2 separate regions of the Pan troglodytes genome follow, and region 1 is linked to region 2. Evidence: chromatin contacts called from public HiChIP or PLAC-seq data. All regions are on one chromosome and are shown on one strand. The core of a region is the stretch at or near the end of the contact, and the rest is flanking DNA. Distances in the headings are between cores, read along the strand shown.

Evidence for each region. HiChIP or PLAC-seq counts read pairs in DNA pulled down with a chosen protein or histone mark.
Region 1: an H3K4me3 HiChIP or PLAC-seq map of stem cell-derived excitatory neurons shows a contact between it and region 2, with 2.1 times the contacts expected there. The contact joins the promoter of FKBP1A here to the promoter of SDCBP2 in region 2. A contact is called at or near these places in 2 of 7 Hi-C or Micro-C datasets (blood and stem cell-derived neural progenitor cells) and 1 of 1 datasets of contacts at active chromatin or transcription factors (stem cell-derived excitatory neurons).

What each region holds. Positions count from the first base shown.
Region 1 is chr21:8,067,067-8,071,775 of NHGRI_mPanTro3-v2.0_pri, forward strand. It overlaps FKBP1A (FKBP prolyl isomerase 1A), which reads right to left and starts at 2,927. Exons shown (of 5, transcript XM_063803259.1): 1 at 2,690-2,927; 2 at 2,562-2,609. The coding sequence starts at 2,726.
Region 2 is chr21:8,000,659-8,004,917 of NHGRI_mPanTro3-v2.0_pri, forward strand. It overlaps SDCBP2 (syndecan binding protein 2), which reads right to left and starts at 1,674. Exons shown (of 8, transcript NM_001280008.1): 1 at 1,505-1,674. LOC104003489 (a long non-coding RNA gene) reads left to right here and starts at 1,242. Exons shown (of 5, transcript XR_001712066.4): 1 at 1,242-1,446.

The DNA.
Region 1 (4,709 bases), core at 1,677-4,176, 68 kb after region 2:
AAACTCTCCTTCTCAGAGAAGTAACAATCAGAATCACAGCCAAGAAATCTGAGCCAGATACTCAAAAGAAGGCAGAGAAGCTGGCCATGGGGAGGGGGGAGGGGGGAGGGGTAAGCATGCAGGGGACTTCCACCACCCACCAGTTGGGAGAAGCAGACAAACACAAATCTCTAACAGGAGACTACTGAGGCAGTCAGGCAGGAAACAAAACAAAACACAAAACACCAACCAAAAAACAGAGATGAGAACTAGAGGCATCATGATTATTTCTTTTCCCTTCTTAGGACCCAGTGGGCTTCCTGCCTTTGAAAACCCCTGGAACCTTTATAACCTCCACCTTCTGATCATGTTCCCCCAAGATGGATTCTGTTCCCAGTGACTAAAAAGCCTTAACTGCTACAGATGAGATCTCCCAGTGCCTACCCACTCCTCTCACGCCCCCACAGGTCTCAAACAGGTTATTCCTGGGAGGCTGGTGACAAAGACCCACGGGAACAAAGCCGCCAGCCTGCTCGAAAACAGTCTATTCTGTGAGCATGAGGCAGAGCTGGCTTCTCACTAAGGCGTCTTTATAGGGCTTATCAAAACGAAATCAAAAAGAAAGCTTTTGTCCTAATGCATGCCAGGGTCCTGCTGCTGCTCTGGAAACATGTGGGTGTGTGCCACCCGCGAGAAAAACACACACTTCAAGAGGCACTGGAAACCCTGATGGTGTTCTGGGTCTCATGACCATCTGTTCTCATAGGAAAAGGCTCCAGACATGCTGTGTGGGGATATTTCACCAAGAGGCATGGTGAAGTGCGGCACTGCCTACATGCTGGAGTCCAGTCCTGTTGGCAGCACCAGAACGTGGGCGAGCATGAGGGGCAGACGTGGGAGTGGGCACATGCTGCCAAGCACCCTAGTGTGGCTATGTACAAGCTAGGGTGGGGAGGGGGTGCGGCAGAAGGCAGCTCCTCACGGCTTGAGTCCCAATCTTTGCCCCAGTTGGCTGCGGAACTGAATGAACTGCCCACTCACCCCAGCACTGTAAATGGTTACTCTTCTCATCCTTCCGATGAAAAATCACCAAAAGGATGCGCTTTCATCTACCAGACCTCCCAGGCTCGGGTGCTGACTGTGGCCTACAAGGACAGCTACCTAAAACATCAAAAGCACTTTCCAGCTTCCTTCACGGACATGAGACTGCCTGCTCCCCACAAAGATGGGTTTCAGTAACTCCTCCTTTGGCAGAATTTTTAAAGTTCTAGTCCTTAACTTCTACCTCCTGCCCCCATTTCTACCCATGGGGAAGGGCCACAGAAATAAAACGGCATGGGAGGAGGGATGTTAGTTGCCTTTTCCTCTTTCCAGTGAAAGTCATTTCCCTCAATAGAGGGATCCCTCCATGTTTCCATGATTTGGAAGAGAAAGGTGGAGCTTATTCGTGAGCAACTTGGCCAGAACTGCCCACAGCCCCAGGAGGAGGAAGAGGAGGAGAGGGGGTGGGAAAACAGAGGGAGGAGGAGGGGGAACAGAGGAAAGGGTGGGAAGGTTGAGAAAGGGGAAGGAGGAGGGGGAGGGAAGGTCATTCGTATCAACAACTGTGGCTACACCAATCACTCCCACCCTTGTGGGACCCACAGCCACTGAGTCTCCGCCAACTCAGCTCTCCCCCTCCCCCGCCCCCATACAAACCAGGACAACCTTGTAAGGAGAAGGAGTAAGACAGCCCCAAGGCACACGACGCTGATGTCTGAATTCTGGCTGGGGAGGGGGAGGTGTCTAAAATTTCCTTTGGCTTGTATTATCACTATGTATTAGCCTCCAGATGCTTTATCTTTAAAATGAGGATGAGAGAAGTCTCTACTTCTAGAAGAGCTGGGGGACTCAATTACACGTGCAGCTTTCGGTCAGCCTGAGCCAACGCTGCCACTGAGCCTTGGATTTGTAAGTGGCTCAAAAGTAAAAAGACGGAAGAAGGCCGTGCAGCTCTACTTCCCCCAAGGCCAGGAAGAGCCAAAGCAATGACTTAGGAAGCGGGATGTTTCCCCACCCGCGGCAAAGGGGCGAATTCCGAGTTCCCCGGAGGAAGCAGCAGCTCTGCAGACTCGGAATTACCTCGTCCTCATCTCCAGTGAAGGGAGGGATGGAAGTGGGGGCAGGGGCACAGAAATGGTACAAATCCTTCCTAATGGTCCCTGGCCAGAGCTCTGCCCATTCCTGAAAGTGTGACCTTGGGAAAGTGAGACCTTGGGAAAGTGACTTCGCCTCGCCAAGCCTCAGTTTCCTCATCTGTGCAGTGGGCATAAGGGCAGCATCTAAGGTGCAGAAATGCTTCTGATGGGTTAGATAACACCTAGCCCGCAGCCAACGCTCACAACCGCCGATTCAGACCCGCCCGGGTTCCGCCAGCCCGAGGCTGCCCCTGAGCCACCGCCCAGGCCTCAGCCTCGGGCCATGCGGACCTCGCCGCCGCCACGCCCCGGACCCCAGGCCCCGGACCCCAGGCCTTGACGGCCAGCCGCACCCGGGCTGCGGACTGCGGCCCGGGCCCCCTCCCCGCTGGGCCCCCGACTCACCGGTGTAGTGCACCACGCAGGTCTGGCCGCGCTTGGGGAAGGTGCGCCCTGAGGAGACAGAGACGGGCATGCTGAGCCGATGCGCGCGGCGGCAGAGGTACTCCGAGCCGCCGCGCGCCACTACTCACCGTCTCCTGGGGAGATGGTTTCCACCTGCACTCCCATGGCGGCGGCGGACGCTGAGCGGGCGGGCAGCGCGACGGGCGGCGTGGACCAACAGCGACCTGGCGGCGGTTCCACGGCTCTGCCTAGTCCCTCGGCGCGTCGCCTGCGCACGCGCACGCCCCCTCACGCCCAGCCCTGCGTGCGCGCCCCACACGGCGCGCACGTCCCGGAAACTCAGGCCTCCGGAAGAGGGACCGGAAGCCCAGAAGCCCCGAGACCTCCGGAAGCCCGGAGGCCTCCGGATACAGCTGTGTTTGCCGGGTGACTTGCTTCGTTCACCTGCCTTTCCTCTGTGCTTCCAGCCGGTTAAGCATCTCCCTGCCCAAAGAATGGGAGTAATAATAGGGGGTCCGCCAGTCACTGACTGGGTGACTGTCATCAGGTTTCCACTTAGAAGCACACAGTTACTCATCCTGGGAAGAGCATGGTTCTGAGAAGACAGCGCACAGGTGGTAGTATGTTAGTATAAGTGGCTCAAGTTTGTAAGTTCTGCTTTTCTTCACTGGAGGAGGAGTTGTCCAAATTCATTCACTCACCCATAGCTTACATGCATACATTCTTACTGAGCATGTGAAAGTTGATAATACGAATTGGGTCACTCTTCTTATGTCCAACGGAATCAGAATCCAGGGGCCAGGGGAAAAGCACTGGAGGCACACAGCGCCTGCTCCAAGAATCAATATTTCCACTAACTGCTGCTGAAATGGCCTGCTGTCCCCCTAAGACCAGATTCAGCTAGTAACTGCTGAAACAACTCGCCATAACCTAATACTAGTTTTACTTACCACTGTCAGTCACCAATCAGAGCTTGCCGGCTCCCTGAAACTTTACTAGTGCCAATGTATTTCCCTTTCTAATAAAACTCCCAGCCTTCTCTTTGTTTTTCAGACATACCAAAGACCACCAGATCTGTGTGTATGCTCCGAGTTGCGATTCTCGCTTCCCCAAATAAAACATTACATTTAGAGATTCATCTCCATATTTTATTTTGACTTTGACAAGCACCTTCTGTATGTCATGTACTGTGCTAGGTGCTGAGGATACAGCAGTGAAGGAGTCAGACTTAGTCCCTGACCTCACAGAATCTACGTATGATGTGGGAGAGATAATCAAATAACCTGTTTAAGTAAAAAAAAGATGCGGAATAAATGTAAAGTTTCAAATCTGTAATATTATGAGACAGTAATACATGCTGTGAGGGGCGTGTTAATATAACGGAGATGCCTCACTTAGTCTGGAATGTGGTCAGATATTTCCCTGAGTTAGCCAGGTTTAACCAGGTTTAGCCAAGGTTAGAAGGCCAGTTGTGTGTATGTGTTGGGGTAAGGGGAGGCAGAAGGAGCAGTACCTGCAGAGGCACTGTAACCCAAGAGAACACTGTGACATGATCTAGGACATAAGGAGGCACATGTGACTAATCTTTCTCTGATCTGTGTGGGTGTGTGTGCTTCTGCATTAGTCGATTCTCACACTGCTATAAAGAATACCCGAGGCTGGGCACGGTGGCTCATGCCTGTAATCCCAGCACTTTGGGAAGCTGAGGCGGGCAGATCACTTGAGGCCAGGCGTTCAAGACCAGCCTGGCCAACATGGTGAAACCCAGTTTCTACTAAAAATACAAAAAAATTAGCCAGGCGTGGTGGCACAGGCTTGTAATCCCAGCCACTTGAGAGGCTGAGGCATAAGAATTGCTTAAACCCGGAGGCGGAGGTTGTAGTGAGCCAAGATTGCACCATTGCATTCCAGCCTGGGTGACAGAGTGAGAACCAGTCTCAAAAAAAAAAAAAAAAAATTCCTGAGACTGGGTAATTTATGGAGGAAAGAGGTTTAATTGACTCACAGTTCTGCATGGCTGGGAATCCTCAGGAAACTTACAATCATGGCAGAAGGGGAAGCAGGCATATCTTACACAGCAGCAGGCACGAGAGAGAGTATGTGAAGAGGAACTGTCAAACACCTATAAAACCATCATTTCTCATGAGA
Region 2 (4,259 bases), core at 424-2,923:
TGCTTGGCTTTTCCAGACTGCATGATACCCAGGCTGCCTGGCTAGGTCTTCCCGTGTATTCCACCCCTGACCTGTACTGCCCCTGTTGCCAAGCTATTTATCAAATTATGTGATTAATATCTGGCTATTTTCTTACACTGGACCTCACTCATAAGGGCAGGAGCTCTGTCCCGTTCACACACGATCCTTCCCCGCCACGGCACTGCCCAGCACACATATGCTAGCAAAAATTATTTGACTGAATAAATCAGTGGTTTTCCAAGGAACAGATTGGAAATTTATGTGGGCATTTTTGGGTGTCACGAGACTGAGGGGACAGTCATATCCCTGTCTGGGGGGGGGGTGGCAGGGATATGAAACTCCTGTAATGGATGGGACAGTCCATTACAGTCACCATAACAAATGGTCCTGTCCCGCACAACTTTCAGATATCCTGCCAAACTTTCAAGTAAGCCAAAAATCCGTTATAATTGGTTGTACATACAATCACAATGAATTTTTCCCTAGTTTTAGTACACACTAGATTGTCTGGAAATGCATATATCAGGTTGGTTGTGGGGAGTTACACTTTGATCACCATTCTGGAAAATCGCTGCCCACCCTGCTCACCACGGGTGAGTCACCCGAACAGCATGCCCACGTCTGTGTACATGTGTAGCTGTTACAGTGACTCCGCGCTTTTATATAAATATATTTAGCCTTTGACCCAAGACGTCAGATATAAACTGTTGGCAAAATTCAGCTGAATATTGTCTTCTAGTAAACCTAAGCTGATTCCTAAGTTGGGTACAAGCATGATCGGGTGTAAGCCAGCCTCAGCTTTTACAAAGTGAAATGCATATACTTTTATTAGAAATTACTTTCATTTCCCTGCCTTCTCCTTATAAAGAAAGGGCATCATATTGATTTTTTTACCCGGGGAACCATCACCTGGGCTGCAGCCTCAGGACGAACCTGTCCCTTCCCTCTGCCTCAATTTCCTGCTTTGGGAAATAGGAGCCACAAGCCACAAACTCCATCCACCGCGCCACAGGAGCGAGGTCCAACGCAACGGTCCCTAGGGCCTGCCTCCACCCCAGCCTCAGTTTCCCATCTGTCACATCGTTCCATGATCTCGAAATGACTATAACCCCTTTCTTAGCCCCAAACCAGCCGGAAGCGACATCTTCCGGTTGCTACAGGTTACGGCGGTTGCTATGGGTTACGGCGGTTGCTATGGGCTACGGCGCCTGCGCAGAAACACCGCCAAGCGACCCAGCAACTTCTAGAGCGCATGCGTTTCGCCCACCCAGGCCCGGGCGCGGTGAGGGGTGACTCCCACGATCCCTAGCGGCTGCAGAGTGGAAAATGGCGGCCTCCTTGCTGCTTGCGTTACCAGAGTCCACCCGGCCTCGTGCTTTCTCCGGGCGCCCGTAGCTGGCGCCGGCATCCACAAAAATAGATCAGGTAAAGCAGCAGAGTAAGGGATAGGAAGACTTGGTCGGGCTCCGCGGCCCCTCTTTACCGGATTGGAGGCTGCGCGGGTGAAATCGAGCTTTAAACTCCCCTGGCCTCGGAACACCATTTGTAGCCTCCGAAGGAGGAGGACTTATAAGATTCTGTACTAAGGCAGCCGTGGGAAGGGAGGAGAACCAGGTCGGCCCGCGCGCTCCCGGCTGCTTTTGCTCTCCCTTTGGTTTCGAAAGCGTCAAGTCCCAAGGTATTTCCTACCAATTGTGACGTCACCCTTCCTCCCCCCTTTCTCACCCGTTTCTTGTCTGGCCGTGACTTCTGACCCAGTGTTGAGCTAAAAATGCCCCGCCCCACCCTACGCAGATTCACCCGGCGTCCCACCCACCAGTGACTGAGTGACTGGGCTTCTGCTGCCTAGGGAAGGGTTCTTGGCTTGGCCGGGCACATCAATTCCCACAGCAAAATCAGACCGAAAGCCTGTTATGAGGGACTCAGGCAGTTGGATCTGGCGTATAGGAGGAAGGCTAGGGCAATCAGGAAGGTCTCCTGGAGGAAGGAAGAAGACCCTGACAGGGCCGTGTAGGATGGATGTTCAAGTGGGAAGAGAGTGTGCTATTCCAGGGACAGGGAGGCCCAGGCCTGAGAGTCCAGTTGCCTTCTGGATCCCGTTTACCTCGCAGATTATCCAAACTGGACTCGTGATTTTCCCCAGCTGTGCCGCGCCTCCCCAGCAGTCTCACTAAATCCACCCATGGGCTATGTCAGAAATCTGGGAGTTATCCTCAGCTCCTCCCTTTCCCTTCTGAAGCCATACCTACTTCTTGCCCTCAAATCTCTGTGACCTGACTTCTGGTAATGTTTCTATTCTCACCATCTCATTCTTCTCCACACTTATCATGAAGTTCATTTATTCCAGACTACTTTAGGTTGAGTTCTAAAAGTCAGCCTGCTAGTTCATGCCTCCATGCTTTTGCAGGTGCTATTCCCTCTGTCTTAAGAGTCATTCATGCCTTCTCTCTTTTCCTCGTTGTGAACTCTTTTTCCTCCAATTTAAAGCTTTCCCCCACATGTACCCATGGAGATTGGCAAGCCTCCCTGCTCTAGACGACAGCATTTCTTGTATTTGCCTCTTCATCATATATTCCACAAGTGTTTATTAATCACCTACTATGAGCAAGGCCTTCTGCATTTCCTAGGTTGGATTTCCACTGTGCTGTGTTTGTTTGCTCATCTCCCTCACTGGTCAGGAAATGTCACTCATTTGTTAACCCCCAGTGCTGAGCACAGTGCCTGGCACACAACAGGCATCCCATTACTATTTCTGAAAGGAGTGGAAAAGCAGGCACAGAGAGAAGAGAAAGCCTGATATCCTAAATATACAGTCTTTCTTCCCATGCCTGTCTGTGTTTGCAGTCAATAAGTAGAAAGTCTTTCGAAGAATAACCTGGGCCTGGAAAAGGAGAGAAACCATGGCCCTAACGAGTTAGGTTGAAAGGCTGCCTGGCCCCTATAATCTGACTGTGGAAGTTTGCTCAGTTCTGTGCTGATGGCTTCCCACAAGTAATTGGTTCCTCCGAAAGGAAAAGAACCCACCTAACCCCTCTCTCTCAGAGGAATTTTCCTCTCCCACAGCCCTTTCCAGATTTCCATCCCTGAGCTTCTGTACTTTTTGATATAAGCAATAACAACACCCACAACAAACCAATAGTTGGGCTTCGGAGATCAGCAGGGCTGACAAGGGGACTTCAGCCCCCATCTTTGAACTTAGAGTGAGAACACTCTTTGGAACACTTTGTTCCAAAGAGCTGAAGTGATGGAACTCCCACTCGTTCCTGTGGACAGCTCATCCATCCTTTACAAGACAGTGCGCGGGAGGGAAGCGTGGGTTAGAGTGTCAGAGGAATAGCTCCTGGAAGGCCAAATTAGCCCAGGGATGTGGTGAGTCGGAATAGAAGAAGCTGTTGCTAGGCCACCAGCATGTACCCCCGTTCCTCCTCTCAGTGCTGCACTGCCTGCTGGGGAAAAGCTGTGACTTCCTCAAGCAGACACGCCTGAACCCAGGCCCAGGCAGGGCAGGGTTCAGACTGACTGCTTCTGACTTGTGAGAGCGCAGCATAGGCAAATCCCCTTTGAATGTCATTTCTTCCTTTGTAATCTGGATAACAATAGTTGCATCACAGTTGTCTGGAGACTGAAAGATTTTTAAAAAGAGATAAGGTGTCTACGGAAAGCATTTAGCACAGCACCTGGCACATAATAGGCATTCAGTAAAAGGTAGCTGTTTATTCATTGTTTCAGCGCTTACTTACTCAGCACCTGCTAAGTCTGAGTACTGTTCTAGGTATCAGCAGTGAAGGAAAGAAGACTTGGTCCCCAAATGTACTTTCTTTGGGGGAAGAGCTGGATAAATAGGCTCTGTGACTCTGTGTGCTGTGTTAGATGGTGGGAGGCACTGGAGAGAAAGAGCAGGATGGAGGGTCATGTCAGGAGGTTCAGAAGCCTTGCTGGCTGGGTGGGGTGACATTTGAGGAAAGGCCTAATGGGGTGGGCACGGCCATTGCAGAGCCTCTCAGGTGGGAGTTGGTGTTGTGTTTGGAGGACATCTGCCAGTGAGAAGCCAGTTGTGCAGAGAGGGAGCAAGGAGGAGTAGTGGGGAGGAAGCTGGAGAAGTGAGAGGGGCCAGATCCTGGAGGGCCTGGAGGTCATGGTGAGGACTTTGGCATTTACTGTAGTGAGATGGGAGCCACTGGGGGATTTGTAGCAGCAGAGTGCCAAGGTCCAAGGGTTATTTTGACAGGCCTCCTCTG